2 separate regions of the Arachis hypogaea genome follow, and region 1 is linked to region 2. A link is a contact called in public Hi-C data. All regions are on one chromosome and are shown on one strand. The core of a region is the stretch at or near the end of the contact, and the rest is flanking DNA. Distances in the headings are between cores, read along the strand shown.

Region 1 (4,329 bases), core at 594-3,093, 140 kb after region 2:
ATGCATTATTGTAATACAAAACAAAAGCAAACCCACGATTCCTAGTGGGGTTTTGGGGGTCCTATAATAAAAAGAAATAGAGTGGTAAGAGCAAGATAGGGCTTTTAACAGTTTACTGTGACCTTGTAGTGCATTGCACCTTGATGAGCTCGATGTTTTCAACACCCGGACCAACAGCCTCGACATGTTTCCTGAACTCATCCTCCGTCCAAGTCTTTGGAATGTTACTAATGAACAATCTGTGTTTTGTTTCAGACAGTGAACACCTCAAGGTTTTGCCCTGAGAACATGAAGAATGTTTAATTAGTTAAAACTAATCTACAAAAGAAGATTTTCTTATAATAATATTACTACACCAATACCAAAGGTCTCAAGGTTTTTCCCTGAGAAATTGAAAAAGGGGCTCAATGTTGCAAAGATGACGATGTTGCATTGGATGAATTGAGTAAATACACTGGACTATTGGGAAAGAATGCATTAGATAAAAGAGTTGGTTTACCACCCATTGTGCAAAAAAAAATAGTAGAATAATATGGAGGGAGACCAAGAAAAAGTATAGGCAAAGTCTGAGAGTTTGAGAAAGCATCAATACCTTAAATTCCTTGTTGTGTATGTCTTCAATGGCCTTTTGTGCTACCTCCTTTGTTTTAAAAGCCACAAAAGCATAACCCCTGTTTTCGCCGGTGTCCTTGTCTTTCATTAGTCGCACCTGAAAAGTAAAGAGAAATTAAATTCTTTGCTGGTCCCAGTCAGTTATAAAGCGATTAGTTTCAAATACAACATTTGCAATCCTCTGTCTAACCTCTAGAACGTCACCCATTGGCTCGCACAGTGCCTTCAAATCATCTTCATGCGCATCGCGAGGAAGCCCACCAATGAAGACTTCAGAACCATGAGGAGGAAGGGCAAGAAGTTCATCATGCTTTTCCTTCTCCTCATCTTCATTGACAGAAGATGGTTTCTGCCCATCTTGGAGAATTTCAGCAGCAGTGTCACTTCTTTCTTGTTCTTGTTCAGGCAACTGATCTTTAGCAGCAGCCTCAGCAGGTGACCCCTTGTGTTCATGTGGAGGTTCAGGTGCTTCTTGTCCATGGTCATCTATCTGTTCTTCAACATCATCATCAATCTCTTCCATATAATTCTCCTCATCAATGTCGACACGCTCATTGACCTCCGCACCCTCGGACATTGCATTCACAGCAGAATAGCCGCACCTGCAGATTGAGACAATCATAAAAAGAAAAAAAGTGTATGGAACAGTAGGTGACTGCATTGCTGAGGCACAAACATTAGGAGCAGTTAGAAGAGTTTTAAGGCCATGGGTAATTTAAGATAATTACTTTTCCCAAAGAAAAGGCGTAGGGTTTAAGGTGGCGATGCATGTTGCTTGCAAGTAAAAGAGATTGAGGCTACATTGATAAATAAAAACTGGGCAAGTGAATGGGAACCCTAAGGCATTACCGAAACAGAGGAAACTCAATTGTTTATACCACAAAAAATGGAGGGAGGGGGAAATTGACATAATAATATCAATACGAGAGACATGTAATGGCAGTGCATACCATTAGCCATAAAAATACATGACGATATTGATGAGTTTTCAGATTCGCTTCTGAGTGAGTTGGTCTCTTTGGTTGTTGTTCTAATTTGTAACCCTAGATACATAGAAACACAGAGGCAGTGAGTTTTACGTGAAATGTGTAGCGGTGGTGACTATCTATGTATCCGCCAGAGTGAGGAAGGACGGAAGGAAGGAAGGAAGGTAAGAAGGGAGGGAGCAAGGAATAATATTACATTTACTACCTCCTCATTTCTTTCCAGATGAGCGACTCTCACTCTCACTTTTCTCTTCTCTTTCGCTTTTCACCGCACATTTATTAAAATCGTACTAATTAGCAATGGTCACAGAAACTTTGCTCGTAAATATTTTTGTTATTAAGTTGTCAGAAAAAAATTAATATTTAATGTGATAAAATTTTTTAATTAAAAATAAAAATATTAAAAAAAATAATATCTTTTAAAAAATTATATTTATCAATTTTTAAAATATATTTATTTTAAAAAATTAAATATAAATGTTCATTCAAACAAACTCTTTAAACATTTATTAAAATTTCTTTTTTTTTGTCTTATTGAAATTTATCTTTTGTTAAAAACAGTAATTAAACCGTACTACAATAATAAGACATTAAGAATTCAAAAGTAAAACTTAATCTATTTATGTCTTTATTTTATCAAATAATTAAAAATATAGAGAAAATGACATTTTCAGATTTTAAATGATAATTTCTTCTCTTTATTAATAAAATGTGCATTCACTTTTTTGAAAAATTAAAATAACATGTATTTTAGTTTATTTGACCAAAATACTTATCAATATTCATTATAATTAGGGTTAAGTACTAAAATCGTTCCTAAGGTAAGGGGCGAAAATCAAAATCGTCCCCAACCTTTTTTCTTTATTAAAATCATCCTCAATGTTCAAAAACGCTTTAAAATCATTTTTTTTACCAATTTTAATTTTTTTATTATCAAACTACCCTCTCATTAAAATAATTATAAAATAAAATAAATAAAAAAGAAAGGAAAGAAAGGGATATAGAGAGAAACGGCTTCAGGAAACAAAAAGAAAGAAAGAAAGAAACGGTGAGGGCTTGAGGGAGAGAGTGACAGAGAGCTAAGAAGGGAAGAGAGGGAGGCCGTGTCCAGCGCCGCTGCCGACATGCCCAGCTGCCTTGCTTGTCATCGTCGCCATCAAAAGGGAAGAGGGAGAGAGAGTGCCGTCGCGAATCAGAGTTGAGCCGAGAAGAGAGACAGCGCGAGAGAAGGAGTGAGCCACCGAGGGGAGCGTCACCACCGCTAAGGCCGCCGTTGAGGGGGGTGGGGGAGGGGGAGGAAAGGGAAGCCGCACTGCCGCACCGCTATACCGCCACTCCGTCGCACCGCCGCACCGCCGTCCTGCCGTCTGTGATCTGCCACTGTTGTAGAATTTATGAATTTTTAGTGAAATTTGTTATGGAATATCTATAATTTAATTTTTTGTGATTTGGCTTAAATTTGGAATATTGTTGTTGCTGAATTTGTTGATTATTGTTCAAAGTGAATTTGTTGATTATTCTGAGTTATGATTTTCTGAGGTGGGGGTGGTGGTGGGTTCTGGTGTTGATGATGATGGTGGGGCTGGTGGTGGGGTGAGGAAGGTGAAGAGGAGAATGATGAGGCTTCTGTTATATATGAATGGTGATGATGTCTGTTCTTGATGTTGCGTTGTTTGGTAGCAACTTGAATTCTGATTTGATCACCAAGACTACATTACTTGATCTTTCTGAAGTGAAGAAGCTCAAGGTTATTTTTGGTGGCAGTGGATAATAGCTTCGTTAGTGAGATCATGTTGGTTAACTCAAAATTAATCCGTTGCTTCTATTTTGTGATGTGAGATATTGCAATTTTGAGTTCTTGTTCCCAGTTTCTTCGCGTTGTTCTCTTTCTCTCTTCTTCTTTTTTTTTTTTTTTGAAGAACATATGAGTTCTTCTTTTTAAAATTTTTTAATTTATGTTGTTGCTAATTTTGGATCTGAAATTATAGTTGATGATTGCTGAATTGTTTAATTTGAAATTTTTGTTGATTTATTTTTTATTGTTGCTGTTGGTGTTGCTGGATTGTTGGTGGTTATGGTGTAGCGATGGTGATGGTGATGATAATGCATAGGGTAGTGGTGAAGGTGGAGAGACTTTTTAATTTTTGTTTAAGGACAAAATTGTCCAAAAAATTTTATTTATGGACAAAAGGACGATTTTATAACGTTTTGTAACGTTGGGGATGATTTTAATAACAAAAAAAGGTCGGAGACGATTTTGATTTTCACCCCAGACCTTAGGGACGATTTCAGTACTTAACCCTTATAATTACATATAAAAATAAATAATAATTATTTGGTTGATTCAAATAATAATAATATAATTATACATTTATTACTATGATAAATATTATTCATTTTTAATATTGTATAACATAATATAAAATATTTTATCTCATTAAAAATATTTAATTAAAAATTTGTTATATTTCTTGATTATTAATGTAATAATTTTATTTATTACTAATATAATAAATTTTATTTATTACTAATATTTTATTATTAATCAAAACTATATATATATATATAAAAAGTTTTAAATCAAATATTTTTGTAACAAATTAAAATATTCTATATTATGTAATAAATATAAAAATGAATAAATTTATTATTATTTAAATTAACCAAATAATTATTATCGATAAATATTTTAGTCAAATTGACTAATAATATGTTATTTTACTCTTATAAA
Region 2 (4,629 bases), core at 691-3,190:
AATTAATATCGTCAAACCGGAAAACCTAACTCTTCACACTCTCGCCCACCCAACAGCAAAGATCACTCTCATATACTTTTACTTTTTCTTACCCATCTTTCTCGCACAAAGTCAAACACAAGAGAACTAAAGAAGAAGGCAAAATGAAAAAGCAAAACTAATCTTTTTTACTCATTTGCAGAGAATGGGGGATTAAACTCTTTTCCTTCAAAACTTCAACACAAAATTAACTTCGGGAAAGGAACAAATTTTAAGACAACAGTGGGTTACTAAACGGTGCATCCTCCATCTCCCTTTGTTTTTAATCCAAACCATTCATAAAAAATTATTCAAGGAGTTATTTGATCAAACGCACAGGGATACATCAAGTCTCGCGTCGCATGTCATATCTATTAAGTCATAAGGGGCACGTGGAAGTTGGTGTCATGTTCATACATAAAAAAAATATACAAAAGTAGATTTTTCAAATTCACCAAAGGAACCAGTTCGAGCTTGGGTGCTGGGGACCTCCAACACGCACCACATCAAATGGCCGAGATATACAAATAAAAGCTCAGCCTACTTCTTTCCCTTTAGGATAGGTCAAGCTTGGGGGCTATGATACGTATGTTATACCTCGGCCACAAATTGCTATAAACTCGAACATAAAAGCCACAACTCACGTAATTAACCAAATTGAGATAACAATAGAATCACAAAATTGATACGGCAAGAAACGCGAAACCTATCGAGAATATCGACAGAGTTCGAGTCAAGCATAACGGGCTCTAACTATTTATAAGGAGCAAGGTTGCGAGAGCCGGATCGGTCAATAAACCGGTAAGGTTACTGGTTTACTAGTTTACTAGTTTGACCGGAGTTCAATCGGTTTAATTAAATATTAAATAAAATTATTAAAAAACCTATATATAATTTCAAATATATAAATTCAACCTATAATCTTTCAACAATGGAGCTGAAATGCTCGAGTTTCATGCTTTCTAAGACCAAAAGAAATAACTTAATAAGAGAATTTTTGGCAGAAATCCTTTAAAAAATTGGCCGGTTTTGCGCGGTTCAGTGGTTAACCACCAGTTCGATCGGTTTTTTGCCAACGGTTTATGAGGCTAATCGAACTGGTCTGGTAATCAGTTTCCGATTAATCGGGTTGAACCGGCCAATCCGGTTTAGTTTCAAAACTATGATAAAGAGGAAGAAACAACCTGAAAGGGATAATTCCAAAAAAGAATCATACATTCACACCTTCTTATTTATTTATTCACTTGTAATTCGCTTCTTTATTAAGATCATTCCATTAATTTGAGTGTCAGAATACTTTTTGTAGATATTTCTATCCGCTGCGTTCTACTTAAAATAGACAAATAATTTTGCTAACAGATCAATCCGCCACTCTAAGAAGGTGCAATAACTCGGTGGAACCTTCACGGACAAACCACTAACCATCTCAACTTGGAATTGGAATTGAAATATGTAAGCTTCCTATGATGCATGGATATTGACACGGACATAGGACACGACACAACACGGAATACGTCGACACGCAAATTTTAAAATCTTACATGACACGGGAACACGCATACATACAAAATATAAAGTATTTTTTAGATAAATCGTAATGATATTTAATATTTATTGATATTAAAATATAAATTAACTTTTTTGAATTATTTTTAATGTCTTATTTTAATTATATCAAGTATTTAAAATATTTTTTTGTTTTAATAAATAACAATATATACTGTATCTAAATTTATTTTAAGAATATATGTTAAAAATAAGATTGAACACGCTGACACGTGATTGTATTTATGTGTTGCGTGTCCGAAAAATTTTTTTTTATTTTTTATTAAGACACGATTAGATACAGTATACACGCATGTTGAATGAATATTGGTGAGTGTCGTGTCCGATATACAGACACGACAACTCAGCAAGTGTCCGTGCTCCATTGTGATCGTGAGCTCAACAACATCCGACCCGACCCCGCATTCGATCCATCGCCATAAAGTGGGGTGCTTCGCTGTTTCTTACTTTATTTGCAAAGCCGGTTGAGAAGCACAACCGGAAGTCCTATTACCCAAATTCCAAAATCTGAATTGGAAATTGGGATCGCAGCACCCTGGCTTCCGATATCTGGAAACGGCTGTTCCCGGCACGGAGCAGAACAGCAGGACTTGGAGGTGCAGCAGCAGTAAGGTTTCCAATCCCGAAGATCATTACCTCAATTGCTCGTCGAATGGATCACATCAACTTGTTCAAGCTCTGCTCTGCTCTCCGCGTTCTCGGTTACTTCATGATCCTCCTCTTCGCCGCCATCGTCGCCCTCTCCTACTACGCCGTTGTTATCATCGCCTGGGGCCCTCTCTTGTTCCACTCCCATTCCCCACTCGCCTTCCTCATTCTCTTCCTTTTTCACATCCTTGTCAGTTTTCCCTCCTATCTCTCTCTCTCAAAGATTTAACCTTTTTTCTCTTGTTCAATCTTCAATGCTCGTAGTTGTTGCTTGCTTGCAGCTTATACTGTTGACATGGTCCTACTTCATGGTGGTTCTGAATGACCCTGGTTCTGTCCCCCATAATTGGAGGCCTTTGCCCATCTCTCAGCACCACGATTTAGAAGCTGTCACTACTCCTATATCACTCTACTCTCAAGTTGCACCTGAGTCCGAGGCTGCAGCTGAGGCTTCTTCTTCCTCTTCTTCCACTGGCTATTGTACTCGATGCCAGAATGCCAAGCCACCCCGTTGCCATCACTGCTCTGTCTGTATGTCTCTTCCAATATTTTCTCTATTTTCTATGAATCATTTTATACATGACCATGCACAAGCATGCCTCACCTTGTCTTGAGGTTTATATTTGTCTCCTTGATGTATTTTGCAGGCCAAAGATGCGTTCTTAAGATGGATCATCATTGTATTTGGGTGGTGAATTGCGTTGGAGCACGTAACTACAAGTATTTTCTGCTCTTCTTGGTAATTCCATGTCTCCATAGTTGCTACTTTCTTTGTGCTCTACATATTCTTGAGAAGGTTTTGGGATTCTTCCTCTGCATATCGCTTGGAAGGTTTTGACATTTTTTATTACATGATAACACTGAACTTGTCAATTACATATCGGTTGCATCTGCATCAAATCATTCAATGAAATGATTGTTGGCCCACATTTCTGGTAGTTAATTGATAAAACTGAATTAATCAATTCAATGAAATAATTAGAGAAACATCTATCCCTCTTGAGTCTTGTCGATTTGCAGTTGCTGCTCTATCATTAAGAAGATCTAGTGAAGTGATAAAATTTAAGTTTTCCATTTAATAATCCTTTGCTTCTGTATCAAATTATCGAATGGAATATGTGCTTTAACTGCTTTCTCAACATGAATGGGAAAAGTGTTGCTACCTTGTTAGAATGAACAGAAAACACATGCCTAGTACTTTTATTCTAAAGGAAAGCAAATTATAAATTATTGAAGTGCATACTGTTAGAAGAAAACAGGAGGGGTCAGGTGGTGGAGTTGGAAAAGGGATGAATGTCATACTACTCTTTCTGGTATTTGTTTTGCCTAATTTATTTCTCTGTCCCCCTCCTATTAATAGCTATATACATTTCTTGAGACAACACTGGATTGCTTAGCTCTGGTCCCCAGTTTGATCAGATTCTTCAGTGGAGCTAGAAATCATTCATTATCTCCTGGGGGATTTGCTGTAATCTTTTTGGCTTCTAGTAAGTATAAATGTTATACTTATATTAGTCAAGTTAATCTGGGTAGCTTTTATTGAATCCTCATAGCTATTAATGTTTCTTACAGACTGTATGCCTTGATGCAGTTCTCAATTTGGCCTTTGCACTGAGTCTTCTCTGTTTCGTAGTCATGCATATATCTCTTCTCTTAAGCAACACAACTTCGGTAGAGGTAAATTGTTAATCATTTATGAATAAATATTATTTTCTCTTTAACCTTTTTGAAATGGTATGCAATAATGCTATTGGTCAGACATACATTAGAGTTTTGTTAATTCTGAAACCCAGCATGATTCTGTTCACTGAACATGGGAAATATCAAATATGTCAGGCTTTATCAAGCTGTGACAACAGATGATGATATTCATTAATTCAGCTTTGATTGTTGAACATGGTTGTGTACCTCTAAGGCTCTAACTATGATGAAGGCCTGGTACACTGAGTAGTCACCAGATAATTTTGAGAATAACTAAGGTTCTTTTATCTAAAGTGGCTGTTTGGTAAATGATGTTTCAGGTTTATGAAAAGAAAAAAGCAGTCAGGTGGAGGTATGACTTGGGAAGGAAGAAGAATTTTGAGCAGGTAACATTAAATATCAAGTAGTAAAACATCACAAAATAATTGGAAATTGTGAAGTTGATGTTAAATATCTGATTCATGAAGTGCTTTGTTCGGATGAGGAGCGAAAAGGGGAAGAAAGAAAATGGAAGAAATGAAAATAGAAAGAATAGGAAACGAGAGGAAAGGAAGTAAAAGTTGCGTAAAATAATAAGAATTAGCAATTGCTCCTTTTAACGAACAAAGCATTGTTTGATTAGTTTCAATAATCTGATGATTTAACAATGTAACATGAAATGCCGTAATATTAGTAAATCCTGTAATTGTAGTGTGT

The links. Hi-C and Micro-C count contacts between places; a contact is called where the count stands out from the background.
Region 1: a Hi-C map of leaf shows a contact between it and region 2, with 3 times the contacts expected there. The contact joins the promoter of LOC112758541 here to the promoter of LOC112758538 in region 2. A contact is called at or near these places in 2 of 8 Hi-C or Micro-C datasets (leaf and an unstated tissue).

Annotation. Positions count from the first base shown.
Region 1 is chr16:24,245,880-24,250,208 of arahy.Tifrunner.gnm2.J5K5, forward strand. LOC112758541 (heterogeneous nuclear ribonucleoprotein Q) reads right to left here and starts at 1,844. Exons shown (of 10, transcript XM_025807246.3): 1 at 1,804-1,844; 2 at 1,563-1,655; 3 at 803-1,214; 4 at 593-709; 5 at 140-280; 6 at 1-61. The coding sequence starts at 1,189.
Region 2 is chr16:24,104,808-24,109,436 of arahy.Tifrunner.gnm2.J5K5, forward strand. LOC112758538 (probable protein S-acyltransferase 12) reads left to right here and starts at 1,941. Exons shown (of 7, transcript XM_025807242.3): 1 at 1,941-2,422; 2 at 2,514-2,763; 3 at 2,880-2,971; 4 at 3,593-3,719; 5 at 3,824-3,909; 6 at 4,254-4,319. The coding sequence starts at 2,237.